Linked DNA regions of Gossypium hirsutum: regions 1 and 3 are each linked to region 2. Evidence: chromatin contacts called from public Hi-C data. All regions are on one chromosome and are shown on one strand. The core of a region is the stretch at or near the end of the contact, and the rest is flanking DNA. Distances in the headings are between cores, read along the strand shown.

Region 1 (4,402 bases), core at 436-2,935, 900 kb after region 2:
CTAAAAAGATCTACCAATTATAAATTTCGGTTGATTGAATTATAAAATTATTATCGTGGGCGTTATCCTTCCAAAAGACGATAATCTCTTTCAAAATCTAGTAAATTTGATTTATAAAATTTTAAAAATATCAAAATTTCTAATACATACTTTTTAAAATTTTTATTAATTTTATTAACTTTTTGTAATTCTTTTTCATTTTAAAAGATCTTTTAAGTTTGGCTTAATGGCAAAACTGGCCACTAATATTTGCATGTTTTGTCAAAATGACCCTAATTGTATTTTTGAGCATTTTTTATCATCAACTTTTTTTTTCAAACTGTTTTTTCTAACAAATTTAATGAAAGTAATGTTAACAAAGTTAATAAGGATGGTGTGAAATTTCATATGTAGAATATTTTTAATGAGATGTATTACATAAATAACCCTATAAGTTAATTACATGTAAAAAAATAAAAAAATAAATAATACATTAAATTAAAAAAACTCTTAATTTAAAGAAAATAAATGTAATTATCTAAAAAAATTAACTCAGTAGAAAAACTTCTCAATAAACAAATATATAAAAGATTGAAACTTTTTTTTAAAAAAATTTGAATTCATTAAATTTATTAGAAAAAATAGTTTAAAAAAATTAAAAGTTGATGGCAAAAAAAATTTCAAAAATACAATTATAACTATTTTAATAAAATATGTAAATATTAGTAACTAAATTTATCTTTAAACTTTTTTCACAAGATGACTTCACTGTGATGCCATAAAAATAAAGTGAAAAAAAAGAGTAAATTCTTCTAAGTCGATGCTTGAACCCAATACCAATTATAGCATTGTCTGATTTTTTATTTTAGGAAACCAATTTCCAATAAAAGCATTTTATAGGAGATCAATATTGATGGAGAAAAACTTAATTAGCTAGTAATTAAACCACGATATCCAAATTAAGTCTCCCTTTCTTAATTGAAAAATCTGAAAAGTAAAATTATGAGAAGAAAAAGAGATAAAAGCTTATGAAATACACAATGCAAGGTGTTTAATTACAATAAGAGTAAACTATAAATATAGTCACTTTTATTTGTCTCAGATTATAGTTTAGTTATTAGCATTTGAAATATTACGTTTTAATTATTTATGTTATCATTTTGTTACGAAGTAGTCATCCTACCGTTAAATTTCATTACTTCCCTAATGGCTGTCCTATGTGGCAGTTCAAATTAAATTTATTTAATTAAAAATATATTTTCATCCTAACAATTGGATATCTAAGTTGATATTTAAAACTTATTTAGACTACTACATAGGACTGTTGTTAGGGAGGTAGTAGAGTTTAATAGTAGAGTGACCACTTTATAACAAAACGATCAAATAACTAAAATACTTAAATTATTAAAATATAATCTTAAGTAAATAAAAATGACTATTTTTATAATTTATCCTTAATAAATAAAAAATATTGACCAAAACTTCCATTTTAACTTCAAAACGTCAAGATTGATGCCTAAGAATGAAGTAAGAAGAATGGAATGAAGTAAGAAGAACGGAGTTTTTTCAATAAAAAAAAGAAAAAAGAGAGAGGATAAAACATGTGATGTGAGTGAGTTTGGAATAAAAAAGAACACTTTTCCCTTCCAAACACACCTCCTATTATTATTTTCCCTCCCTCCCTCCCACCCTCCCTCCCAAACACCACTTGCACGTGCTATCCTCTTTCTCTCCCCTTTCCTTTCGATCACTACAAACATCCAATTTACACCCAAAAATTCAAATAAAGAAAAGAAAAAAAATTCCTCTTCGGCTCTTACTCTATCTTTTCTTTTCTTTCTCTCGTCCCCACCAACAGGAGAGAAAGGAAAAAGAAAATACAAAGCTTTCATCTTCCTCTATAACGTAACCATTAAAGGTGAAATATATATATATAGAATTTAAAATAAACAGAGAAACAATTTCTTCTTTCCTTTTTTTTTTGTTTTTTCAAATGCACGCAAAAAATAGGATTCCAAGTAGCGGCCACAGCACCCCATCACCGCCGGCGTCACCACTACGGTCACCGAGGTACCGCCACGGAAGGAAGTCGGGTCGGTTTAGCCCGTTCCAACCGGGGCGGACCATAGCCCACCGTCTCGCTTGGTTACTTCTTTCGGTTCTTCTTCGTCGACAAGGGATTTTTCTCTTTGCTCCTCTCATTTACATCTCTGGGATGCTTCTTTACATGGGCACCGTTTCTTTTGATGTGGTTCCCGTTATTAAACACCGACCCGCACCCGGCTCTGTTTACCGGAGTCCCGAGCTTTATGAGAAGCTTAAAATTGATATGAATGCCGATAATTCCTCTGCTGATGCGGTGAGTCACTTATTTTTTATTTGTTCCTTTTTACTCAATTCTGATGGCTTCTTGGATCTTATTATTGCGGGTCGAGTTTTTTTTTTTGTAAGATTTTCACTTTTGGCTCGGATTTGTCTTTTGAACCATTTTGAATTTCGAGTTTTTGTTTCATTTCTTTTCCTTCTTGGTTTGGATCTTGGTAGAATTTGAGGGACTTGGATAATATAGTTGCCTTTTTTCTGTTGTGTTATTGATAATGTGTTAGACTTTAGATTTCCGAATATTTCCTTGAAATTTAGAAATACGGTAAAGATTTTAAAATTTTTTTCTCATTTTGAAGATTACCGAGAAATAGAATGCTGAATCAAGGAATCATTTTTAGCATTATTCCTTTTTTTGTTAATAAAAAAATCACTGTTGGTTGCTGAGGAAGTAGACCCTTGTGTCTTGTTGTACATGTTTCATTTCCAGCTGTAACAATCTTTGGGATCGTATCTGGATCTGAAGAACATGGAAACTGCATTTCTTTATATATTGTAGTAAAAATAATTGCAGCTTAAGTGAATTGAATCCAGAAGCTTCCGTTGATTGATTTAATCTTTAGGTAGAGCAGCACTGGTGGATTGTTGATGACTTGCTTCTTCTAAATCTAACTTGATTATTAGATATTAGTCTTTTACAGAAGCGGAATATGAATAAATCAAATCACTTTATTACCAGAACACTAGGATGGTAAACAGTTGCTATGGTTTCTTTTCATAATTGGGCTCATTTCTTCTTTGCATGTATCAGTGTCTGACTTTATGCTCTTTCTGTTTTAAACTTTCTCGGTCTGCTTCTTAAGGGCAATATGAATTACAATACAATCTAATTATACTTTCATATCTAACTTTTTGTAGTGTTCTATACTGCAACAGCTGCACGGTGAAGGCTTTGTAGATTTTAAATTGATTATTGAGATTTACATCTGATGCTTATTCATTATTTGTTATTATATCTTCCCTAAACTTATTGAATTTGTTGTAGATTTCGACTATTTGGAAAAATTCCTACAAAGGAGGGGAGTGGAGGCCTTGTGTAAACAAGTCATTGGAAGGTATGGAACTATGTCTTATTCCCTTTGTTTTGTTTAAGAAGGTTATTATAATTTTTCTGCAGCTTCGTTGATATTAATTAGATTCTTCTAGTTTTCTGACAACCATAATGTGGCTCTAAAATATAAATATATCCATATCGATGAATCTCGTTTTTGGCATTACTTTTGACTAATGGAACAAATTGCTTATCTTTAACTTGTATCTAGTATCCTCTTTATTTTTTGGGTGATCATAGTTGTTGCAAGCTTCTAAGTTTGACTATAAAAAATTGGAATAGTAGTGATTTTCTAAATGAATGGTACATGTCAAACAGAGTTGGGATTGCACACTTTGAAAAGTGAAAATACGTTGCTCTGATTCTTGGCCCTCCCTTATCTATACAAATTATAAATTTCCTGGCGCACATATATATCTAGATTAGATGTAGAAACCATTTGTTTAAAAGGTCAGACAACTCAGTTGTTGATTGACTAGGTTTTCAGGCTGGTAAGTTGATGATCTTGGGTGCTGAGGATTGCCAATTTGCTTCTTATGTTACTGACATTTTGAATGTCGCTCATTTAGAGTTCTATGTGCCATTTCTGGTGTTTTGCAAATTTGAGGTATTTGCTTGTTTTCTATGTGCATGTGTATATGCATTTTTCAACTTTATATACATGAATATGGATTTTGATTGTTGACTGTGTTCATTAGTTTAAAACTGGGCTGTTCTTTCAACCACTATAGGCTTACCTGAATCAAATGGTTACATATATGTTGAGGCAAACGGAGGCTTAAATCAGCAGAGGACTTCGGTTGGTTTTATTTCTCATTAGTTTCTATTAACAATTTACATTTTACCTCCTTTTTTTTAAAAGCTTATATATTTTATGATCGCATTAAATATTTTCTCTACTTGGTTGTTTTGGATACTCTGTAGATATGCAACGCTGTTGCTGTGGCTGGCTATCTTAATGCAACACTTCTAATCCCAAACTTCCATTTT
Region 2 (4,639 bases), core at 293-2,792:
TATCCAAGCCATTCTCACCAAAATGATCGCAATGGCTATCTTTACTTAAACTATCAGATCCTTCTTCAGAATGCTTGTTCTCAGCAGCATGATTTTCAACCAATTGGTATTCTCTGTAACCCTCATTCTCCACGGCATCATTCTCACAGGTTTGATCTTCACCTCCAGTTTGGCCCTCAGATGAACCTTGGAGAAGAAGTGCCTTCTTCCTGAAGTGAGCTTCAAAGTAAGCTTTCTTCTCTATAACTGAACCTGGTTTCGAGAATTTCTCAACCTCTTCAAGATATCTATTGTGTGAGAAAGAGGATCTCCTTTCCCAAGCTAAGGGTTCATTTTCAAATCTGCCAAATGATATAGAACCAGAATGCAAAGATTCTGTCTGCCAAGATTGAAAAGAATGTGGAGTTAGAATAAATCAAATAGGTGGACAAGTTATCAGAGAATAAAGTAAATCGTATTTTATGAGCCAGTTCATGGATCAGAAACTCATAAAAATGGTTAGCAAGATCAAAATTCACCAGCACTTAAATACCCATTGGTAGAGGTACTTGAGATACCGTAAGCCTTTATAGCTAAAGACAATCTTCTGTAGATTTTCAGCTTTTCAAAAATAATATAGTAGACATTTCTAATGGCACAAAAGTGGTTCCATAGATAATTTGAAGTTTGAAAAAGAATAACTAACATATCTAATACTATAATTATAAGTTAATGTCAAAACTAATGGCTAACATACATACCATCTCCTAAGAACAATTCCATTTCTTTGTCTGAGATACATTATGTATGCTTTTGTGTATACATGACATTTTATTCAATAATATCATCAAAACTGAGATAGGAAACAGGGATCATGATCAAACTAGAACTAATCAAGATATGGACTAAGAGAAACTGAAACCTAAATAGCAAGTAAATGAACTTGAGTCATCCAAAAGGGGATATATATGTACAAACTATGAACATGAAGTAAGTTCGTTTTGCAAATGAAGTGAACCAACCACTACAAATTTTTTTTTCCTTGTTTTAAACTTCATCAATGAGATTAAAATTTCATTAGTTAAAAACAAATTGAGGTTCCACCATTTCTAAACATAAACCGGTTTCACAATATTCAGTAAGCACTACAACAATTACCCAGTTGACAAATATAATTCCATTGATGAAACACATAATAGAAATTCCAAACACCTAACCAAAAGGAAAGAAAGAGCAAGAAAATTTACCAGAAAACTAATGTTGAAAGGCTCTTGAAACTCTCCCGCCATTCGCAGCAGTTACCTCAAAATTCAAGAGTGAGTAAGCTACATCCTCAGCGTATCAAACGGATCAAGTCAATCAAATTAAAAACAAAACACATTTCTTCACAACTTCAACAGTAACACACGAATCTTAACTAAAAGTGCTTTGCGAGTAACACGCCAAAAACAGAAAAAGCCAAAGCTCCAAGGTTTTTTTTTTTTCTCGTTTCTTTTCAGATCTTTCTAAAAGAAGGAATAAATATTGTGAATTTGTTTGTGTATAGTGTTAAGAGTAGAAAGTTTGTGAACGTAATAATAATAAAAAAAACCTTTTATCATGTGGGGTTGGTTGTCCTTTTTGTCTTGTTCTCATCAGATCATCACCGCACTTATAATCGGACGGCTGTGATTATGGATCAGAGGAGGAAGAAGATCTAGAGAAAGCTCGCATTCGGATTGGGAACGACACCGTTTTCTGGTATGGTTGGTACTGCAAGTGTTGGGTAATGTCCCACGTTTGAGCTTCATTTATCTGTTGTTGACTTTCCCAGCATTGCTTTTACGACTTATGATCACTGTTGTACTCTTTTCCCATAAAAGGGTCTCTGAAGTCCGAGAATACTTAAAACATTTTTTTCTTAAGTTACTTAAAGCTTATTTTATTTTATAATTTTTAAGAGATTAATAAGATTAATCCACTGTTTATGTACAATTTTTCATGTAAAAAATAAATAATATTTTTTTTGAAATAATATAATCGAAATCAATTTATAGTGTTTTAAGTTTAATTTCCATTATACATTTATTAAAAAAATTCATCATCATGTGGCTATTTATTCAATATATGTTTTTTTTAAATTAGAATAAAATCATTTTAATCCATTTAATTGTAGTATAAATAATATATAAACTTGATGAGTAATTTTTTTGTTGTGTTTTATTAAAGGGGGACAATCAAATATTTATATACATGATTAGTGTTTATAAACACACGTGTACTATTCTAGGCTATTTGCTAGACTTCGTTGCCCCACATGCAAGCTTCTTAGATATATGTGAGCTGAGACAACGAGCTCCTTTTGCGAGCACCAAGTGACATGTGCAAACTAAGACAGCAAACTTCCCTTACAAACTTTCGAGACACGGGTGAGTGACCTAAATCTTATCTAGTTCTCGAGTTAATGATCATAAGAACATAACAAAACCTTTTAAAAATAAGATAATATATAGTTAAAAATTTTAATTAATATAAATGAGATTTATAATCATTTTAATATTCTCATTAAATCAAAGCTTTTTAATCTTTATATAGAAATATATATAACATAAAAATCAATTGATATTTTAATTAAAATTATAAAATTACATATTTAGTATTTAATGTGCCCTTTATTCAAATCAAATCACATCATAATAGTATAAATTATTTTATAAAAAAGAACGAAATTTTAATAATTACCAAATGAAATTGAAACTTGATTAATAAATCCAATTAATTCAATTAAAAATTTTGTAATAATAGAGATATATGGATTATTATCCTATCGGAAAATTGGGATCAATTAGATATTGTGGGTGATCTGCCTATCGGAAAAAATAACAATTGGAAGTTTATTTTTTAATCTAGTAGGGGTTGCAAGCTAAACTACTAATATAATTTGTTCTCTCTTCTGGATCCTTATATTTATTAATATTTGATTGAATAAATTTATTTTTATTATAGATTTAATGATATTTGTTGGAGATAAATCCAAATTAAGCAACGAATAAGAATGAATAAAGAAAATTGGATACAAATATTTATATGGAAAAACTCCTCTAACGAGGATAAAAAACCACGGGTAAAAAAAAACTTCACTAAAAGCTACAAATAACCGAAGAAGAGTACAAGATAGAAAAAATTTAAAACAAACCCTCGCATCCTAAAAAATACAAAGCTCTCTGGCTAAAAATAAATTTCCCCCTTAAACTCTCTTTTGTAGGTTGCTAAAAGCTTATTTATATGCTGAAATTCGTGGGCGTATCTGATTAAAATATCCCTAGAGTAATCAGAGTTTAAGTGGAAAAAGATATTAGAGTATAACTAGGAGAAGAAACGCAATTTATGTGGGAACACGTCACCATATCGCAACACCCCAACACTTCTTGTTGTGATGCTGTCCGTCTTCGTCACGTCGAGAATCGCCTCGTTGCGATGTCATCTCTGCTTCGCTGTTTCAAACATTTTCACATTGTCCCAACGCTCCTCGTCATGATGTCGGGTCTGTTTTGGACCTTCTTCGATTGCTCGTTGATTGTCTTTCTAAGTGCCTGCAAAGAGTTCGGTAAATGCAAAGACACCTCACAACATTAATTCTTCATGTAATGACATAAATTTTAATTATAATAAATTTACAAAATAAAATATAAAGAAAAGCTACTTTAGTTAGTACGATATTGATTTTTTTTAAAAAAATTAGATATCCTTTCTTATATAAAAGAATAGATATGTTTTCTTATAATACTTCGAGATTTTGCTGAGTGGAAAACATAAAAAAAAAACACTAGGAAAGAAGTAATCTAATTATGAAAGTAATGATTTTTTTTCTAATAAATGAATATTTAACAATAAAATATTTAAATACCATGTTAAATAGGAGTTTTATCTTTATTTTGTAAATTATTATAATTTTAATTTAGAACTTATGCCATTTTAATATATTTTTCCAAAGGTGGTTTAGCATATAGATTGTCCATTAACAAACTAAGATCTTTGTTAAAAAAAAGTAAAAATTATCTTAAAGTAAGATAATTTATGGAGTTCTCTCTTGGAAATGATGGCATAAAGGATCCAATGCTTAATCCCACGATGTAAGGGAGGGGTGGTTGGTAGGGCTACGAAAAAAGTCTAGTTATAGGAAGAGGATTCATCATATGAAGGTGGTACACCTATAGAAGTTGGTGGTGGTTAGGAGCTGATCTGAGCCGAGCTTGAATATTGCCAAGCTCGAGCTCAAGCTTGACTCGAAATTTAGATTTCAATACTCAGCTCGAGATGTAGTCGAGCTACTAGATTTCAAGCTCGATTAAGCTTTTTACCAATTTTTGTAATCAAGTTCAAACTTGAGCTCAATAGTTAAGCTTAGGGTTAGTAATACATTAATCACAATAATGTAATTTAATAATATAAAAATTCAAAAATTTTGATAAGGCTCACGAGTCGTTCAAGTCAAGTATTACTAAGCTCGAATTCAGCTCAATCGATAGCTCAAGCTGCTCAAGCTTAGCTTGACAATTATTGAATCAAATTCAAATTTTTTTCAAATTGAACTCGAGTAGCTTGCGAGTACCAGTGTCTCATTTACACCCTTAGTGGTGGTGGTGGTAGAGTCTTTTTCAAAGATATGTTGATGAATGGT
Region 3 (4,363 bases), core at 1,581-4,080, 570 kb before region 2:
AGTAAGAAAAAAAAAATCAGATGTTGTTAATTGTATATGAATAGCTTTTAATAAAAGTGGTAAAGCTAATAAAAGGAAGAAGAGCAAGGAAATTTCTTGTCCCGTGAAGGTGAATATTGTTTTAGGAGTTGATGGAATGTGACATGTTAGTAGAGTAATCAGAAATCATTTACATGAACTAATTCCTAAAATGGCAAGACTAATGTCTAGACATAGGTATGTGTCTAATCAGTTAAAAAGAACCTTGGAGGCAAATGATATACTAGCCTTCCAATTTGCAAGAACGTTAAATTGATACAAGTTCAATCAATTGGACCATATCAAATGAAGCGTTTACTAGAGGATTATAGAAACTACATCCATAGCAACATAATGCTAATCATTGAAGAGAGGGATATTGAGTATTTGAGGAATTAAAAATAGTGAATGCATCCACCAGTTTGACTGAAATGGATCTGGAAGGTTGAAGAATATTATTCAGATCCATCCTTAGAGTAAAATTGCTTTTGTTTTCTTTTATGATATCTTTAGTTTTGATACTATGTATCTTGTGAACATGTATAGAATGCCTTTTGCTTTATTTGTTAGAGCTAATCACCATGGACAATCTATCTTATTAGGTTTTGCACTGATTTCACGTGAAGATGTGGGGACATTTAAGTGGCTATTTAGTACTTGGATATCTGCCATGGGCGACATTCGTCCTACTTGCATTTTGATAGATCAGTGTGAAAGCACTAGAGCAATGATCAATGAAGTGATGTCAAACACAAAACATAATTCTACATATGGCACATTTATACTAAGCTGCTTAACAAGCTTAAGCATCATGCTCAGTATAAAGCAATTAAAAATGAATTCAAGGTCATTTTTTAGGAAAGTTTTCTTGTTAAAGAGTTTGAGAGCCTGTGGGGTGAGTTTCTGAATAAATATGGCTTGGATGGAAATGAATGGTTGATCAAGTTGTATGTAGGCAAAGCTAGGTTCCTCTTTATCTTAGCCATCTATCTTGGGTTGGAATGAAATCAACACAATGAAGCCAAGAAATGCATGCTTATTTCGATGGTTTTGTGAACAACAAGAATACCTTGTAGAATTTTGTTAAACAATACGAGTTGGCTCTCATGAGAAAGAGTTTCTAGTATAGTTTTGGTTAAAGAAAAATAGGACCAGATGTGAGTCTAGGTTTTTATGGGGGGAGCAGCTTGAAAGAGCTCTTACTTGTGATATTTTTATTTTAATTTCGCACATATTGCCTATGTGTTATTATTATTAGTTTCAAACTTTGTGTTTTTTTATTTATTGTATGTTATTTTTAAACACACATTTGTGTTCAAAATATGTGGTTTCCACGCACATACGCGTGATATAAGATTTATAGTATAGATAATGTCACTGATTGTGTTGATGTCATAAGTCAACTCGATATTTAATTTTTTAAAAATGAAATTTAATATTGATTGTTCTCCTCAGTAACTTGATATTTTTTAACATGCTATAAAAAATAGCAATATTATAATAAACAAATGAAGTGCATTTAATATTCTTAATATGATTAATCTGCCTATTTCAATTTTCTTTTACTCGTAAGTTAAACTATTTTTTTATTTTAATTGCGTACATATTACATATGTATTGTTATTATTATTAGTTTCAAACTTTATGTTTTATTATTTATTGTATGTTATTTTGAAACATACATCTGTGTTCTAAATTTATAGTTTCTGCATGCATACATGTGTGATAGAATTTCTAGTTATATATAAAAATTTAATAAATAAAAATATATAAAATTAAAATAATATAAATATATATTCTAGTTTTTTTTAATATGGGCAGACCTAAAATGAGTTTGGATTAACCATTTATAAATATGACAGACTTGACAAAATTTTAGGCTCATATTTCAGGTTAGGTTGGATTCGGACAAGTATAATTGTTAATATCATACTTAAGTCCAACGTAAATCCGACCCAACCAATGAATATCTCTAAATATGATGTGTTAAAAGAGTACCCCTTAAATTTCAATGACACGTTTTTTTTAATATATATTTAAAATTTAATTTGTATATTTTAAATATATTTATATATCAAGTTGACATTTTAATGGTAAGCTGAAAATTAAATGGATGGAATACTAATATTTTAGTGATTAATTAGAAGAAAACCTCAAATGGAATTAACCCAAAAAAAAAAAAAACCTCAAAACATTGACATCTAGAAGGTTAAAGAAAAGCAGAATGAAGTTTGATATGAATATAGCAGTAGGAAGATGAAACAAAGACGGCCATCTACTATGATCTAAACCCAAGAGTCAGAGATGAATTAAATCTATTTATTTCCTTGGTCAATTTTCATCATATCATCACACGTCTTTGCTTAGCGCATGCAGGGAGAGTTGATTCAAAGACGCAATCCATATTTTTCCCTAATTTAAGAACTGTGAAAACCACCTTTCTAAAGGAGTTTAGCAAATCTAGATCTGTATCTTTTAAATTAACTTAATCCAGGGATTGCCTTCACGGAAGCGCGTTACTTGACGCGCAACTCTGGTTTTGTGTTTTTGGACCCACCCAAAAGAGGAAAAAAACGGAGTTTACCCTTAATATCTTATTTTGGATCTAATTATCAGAATGCATAGACTTTGAATTTTTTTTTCTTTTATTTTTCATTAATTTTTAATTCATTTATTTATCACTTATTTTAGGATGATTTCATAAACGTAAATTTAATAATTTAAAAAATGAAAAAATAAATAAATAATAATTTTTTTTTAAAGTTAAAGGGTAAAATGGATTATTATACCTTATCAGAAAAAAAACAAATCAAATCGTAAAGATCAGAAGATCCACAGATTGAAACTTCAAATGTTCTTTCTCTCCACCTAAGCCAAATCTAACCTGAAAGAGAAAAAATAGAATAAAAAACCCTAACCCTAGTTAACTCTTTCACCTCCAAAATAAAAAAGAATTCATTTCATCATCAAAACAAACCAAGGATTTGAACATTTTACACAAACAAGCAAGAGAAAAGGAGAGAAAAGAAAAATGCTATAATCATTTTGATTGGCATTACAGCAAGATAGAGTGAGAGAGAGAGAGGGAGAGAGAGAATTGAGCAAAAAACAAAAAACAAAAAAGAGCTTTACTGTGCTGATCTAGATTTTATCATCAATGGTTTTCAGTCTTGTGGAACCAGAGATCCGACCTTTCTCCTGTAACATCTTCAAAATCCAAATTCAACCCGGATTTCCTCATTCGACCGTCAACAAACACATATGCTCAAAAGTCAATCTTTGAATCTAATTTTACCACAATTTTTGAAGACCTTAAAACACTTTTGTTATGGGAGCTGAAAGGAAATGGTTTTTCAGTCTTCTTTCCCTTACATTTCTCTCCGTCCTCCTCCTCGTACTTTACTCGATCTCACCTTTCAGCTCCCCTAGACCTTTCCCTTCACTAGTCCAACTCGGCCTTCCATATCCACCAGCTTTTGGGTATTATATATTTGGTGGAAAAGGTGATAAAGATCGGATCTTTAGGTTACTCCTTGCTGTCTATCACCCCAGGAATCGTTATGTATTGCATCTTGGAGCTGATGCCACTGATGGCGAACGGTATAGTTTGGTTGTGGCTTTGAAATCTGTGCCTGCTATTAGGAGCTTTTCAAATGTGGATGTTATAGGGAACCCTGATCGGTTTTCGTACATGGGTTCTTCGTATATTGCTTCCACTTTGCACGCTGCTGCTATTTTGATGAAGGTTGATCCTGGCTGGGATTGGTTTATTGCTTTGAGTGCTTTGGATTATCCCTTGCTTACTCAAGACGGTAAGCGATTTGGGTTCATTTTTAAAAAATTATTTATGTTGTTTTTCTCTTATATGGAGTAATTAGGTGAATTCAGAGAACAGTTTGACTTTGGATATACATGATCTTGATTTAATTGGAATTACTTGAAATTTTGATGAATTTGCATTGTCTCAGTTCATAATATACAGTTTGATACGAAATGGGACTTGAGATTTTCTGATTCTGGTGCTCTTTATGATGTTGGATTAGGATTTTCTGATTCTGGTGCTCTTTATGATCTTGGATTAGGCAGATGTTCTGAATTGGTTTAGGTTGCTTTTTCTGGGAAATTAGTATAAATTAACCACAATAGATAGTTGACTCCTAGTTGTAGTTGCTCTTTTGCTTGGATTCATTCTGCCAAAATTTGGTGCACCATTTCTAAATCTTAAATCTTTCCTACAGTCTAAAAATAGGATATGATTTGGGAATGTTGCATACGATTCGAGGAAAATTCTTGAATTTGATCATGTTTCTGACTAGTTACTATTGATTTTAAGTCAAATCCTGAA

Evidence for each region. A called contact is a pair of places that touch in the nucleus more often than the background predicts.
Region 1: a contact with region 2 is called in a Hi-C map of leaf, with 2.9 times the contacts expected there. The contact joins the promoter of LOC107886292 here to the promoter of LOC107886357 in region 2. A contact is called at or near these places in 2 of 34 Hi-C or Micro-C datasets (both in leaf).
Region 3: a Hi-C map of leaf shows a contact between it and region 2, with 2.1 times the contacts expected there. The contact joins the promoter of LOC107886439 here to the promoter of LOC107886357 in region 2. A contact is called at or near these places in 3 of 34 Hi-C or Micro-C datasets (all in leaf).

Annotation. Positions count from the first base shown.
Region 1 is chrA03:88,985,725-88,990,126 of Gossypium_hirsutum_v2.1, reverse strand. LOC107886292 (protein ESMERALDA 1) reads left to right here and starts at 1,685. Exons shown (of 10, transcript XM_016810191.2): 1 at 1,685-2,338; 2 at 3,347-3,416; 3 at 4,144-4,211; 4 at 4,337-4,402. The coding sequence starts at 1,973.
Region 2 is chrA03:89,881,990-89,886,628 of Gossypium_hirsutum_v2.1, reverse strand. LOC107886357 (protein WVD2-like 7) reads right to left here and starts at 1,542. Exons shown (of 10, transcript XM_041097300.1): 1 at 1,227-1,542; 2 at 1-379. The coding sequence starts at 1,268.
Region 3 is chrA03:90,452,019-90,456,381 of Gossypium_hirsutum_v2.1, reverse strand. It overlaps LOC107886439 (beta-glucuronosyltransferase GlcAT14A), which reads left to right and starts at 2,830. Exons shown (of 4, transcript XM_016810397.2): 1 at 2,830-3,830. The coding sequence starts at 3,347.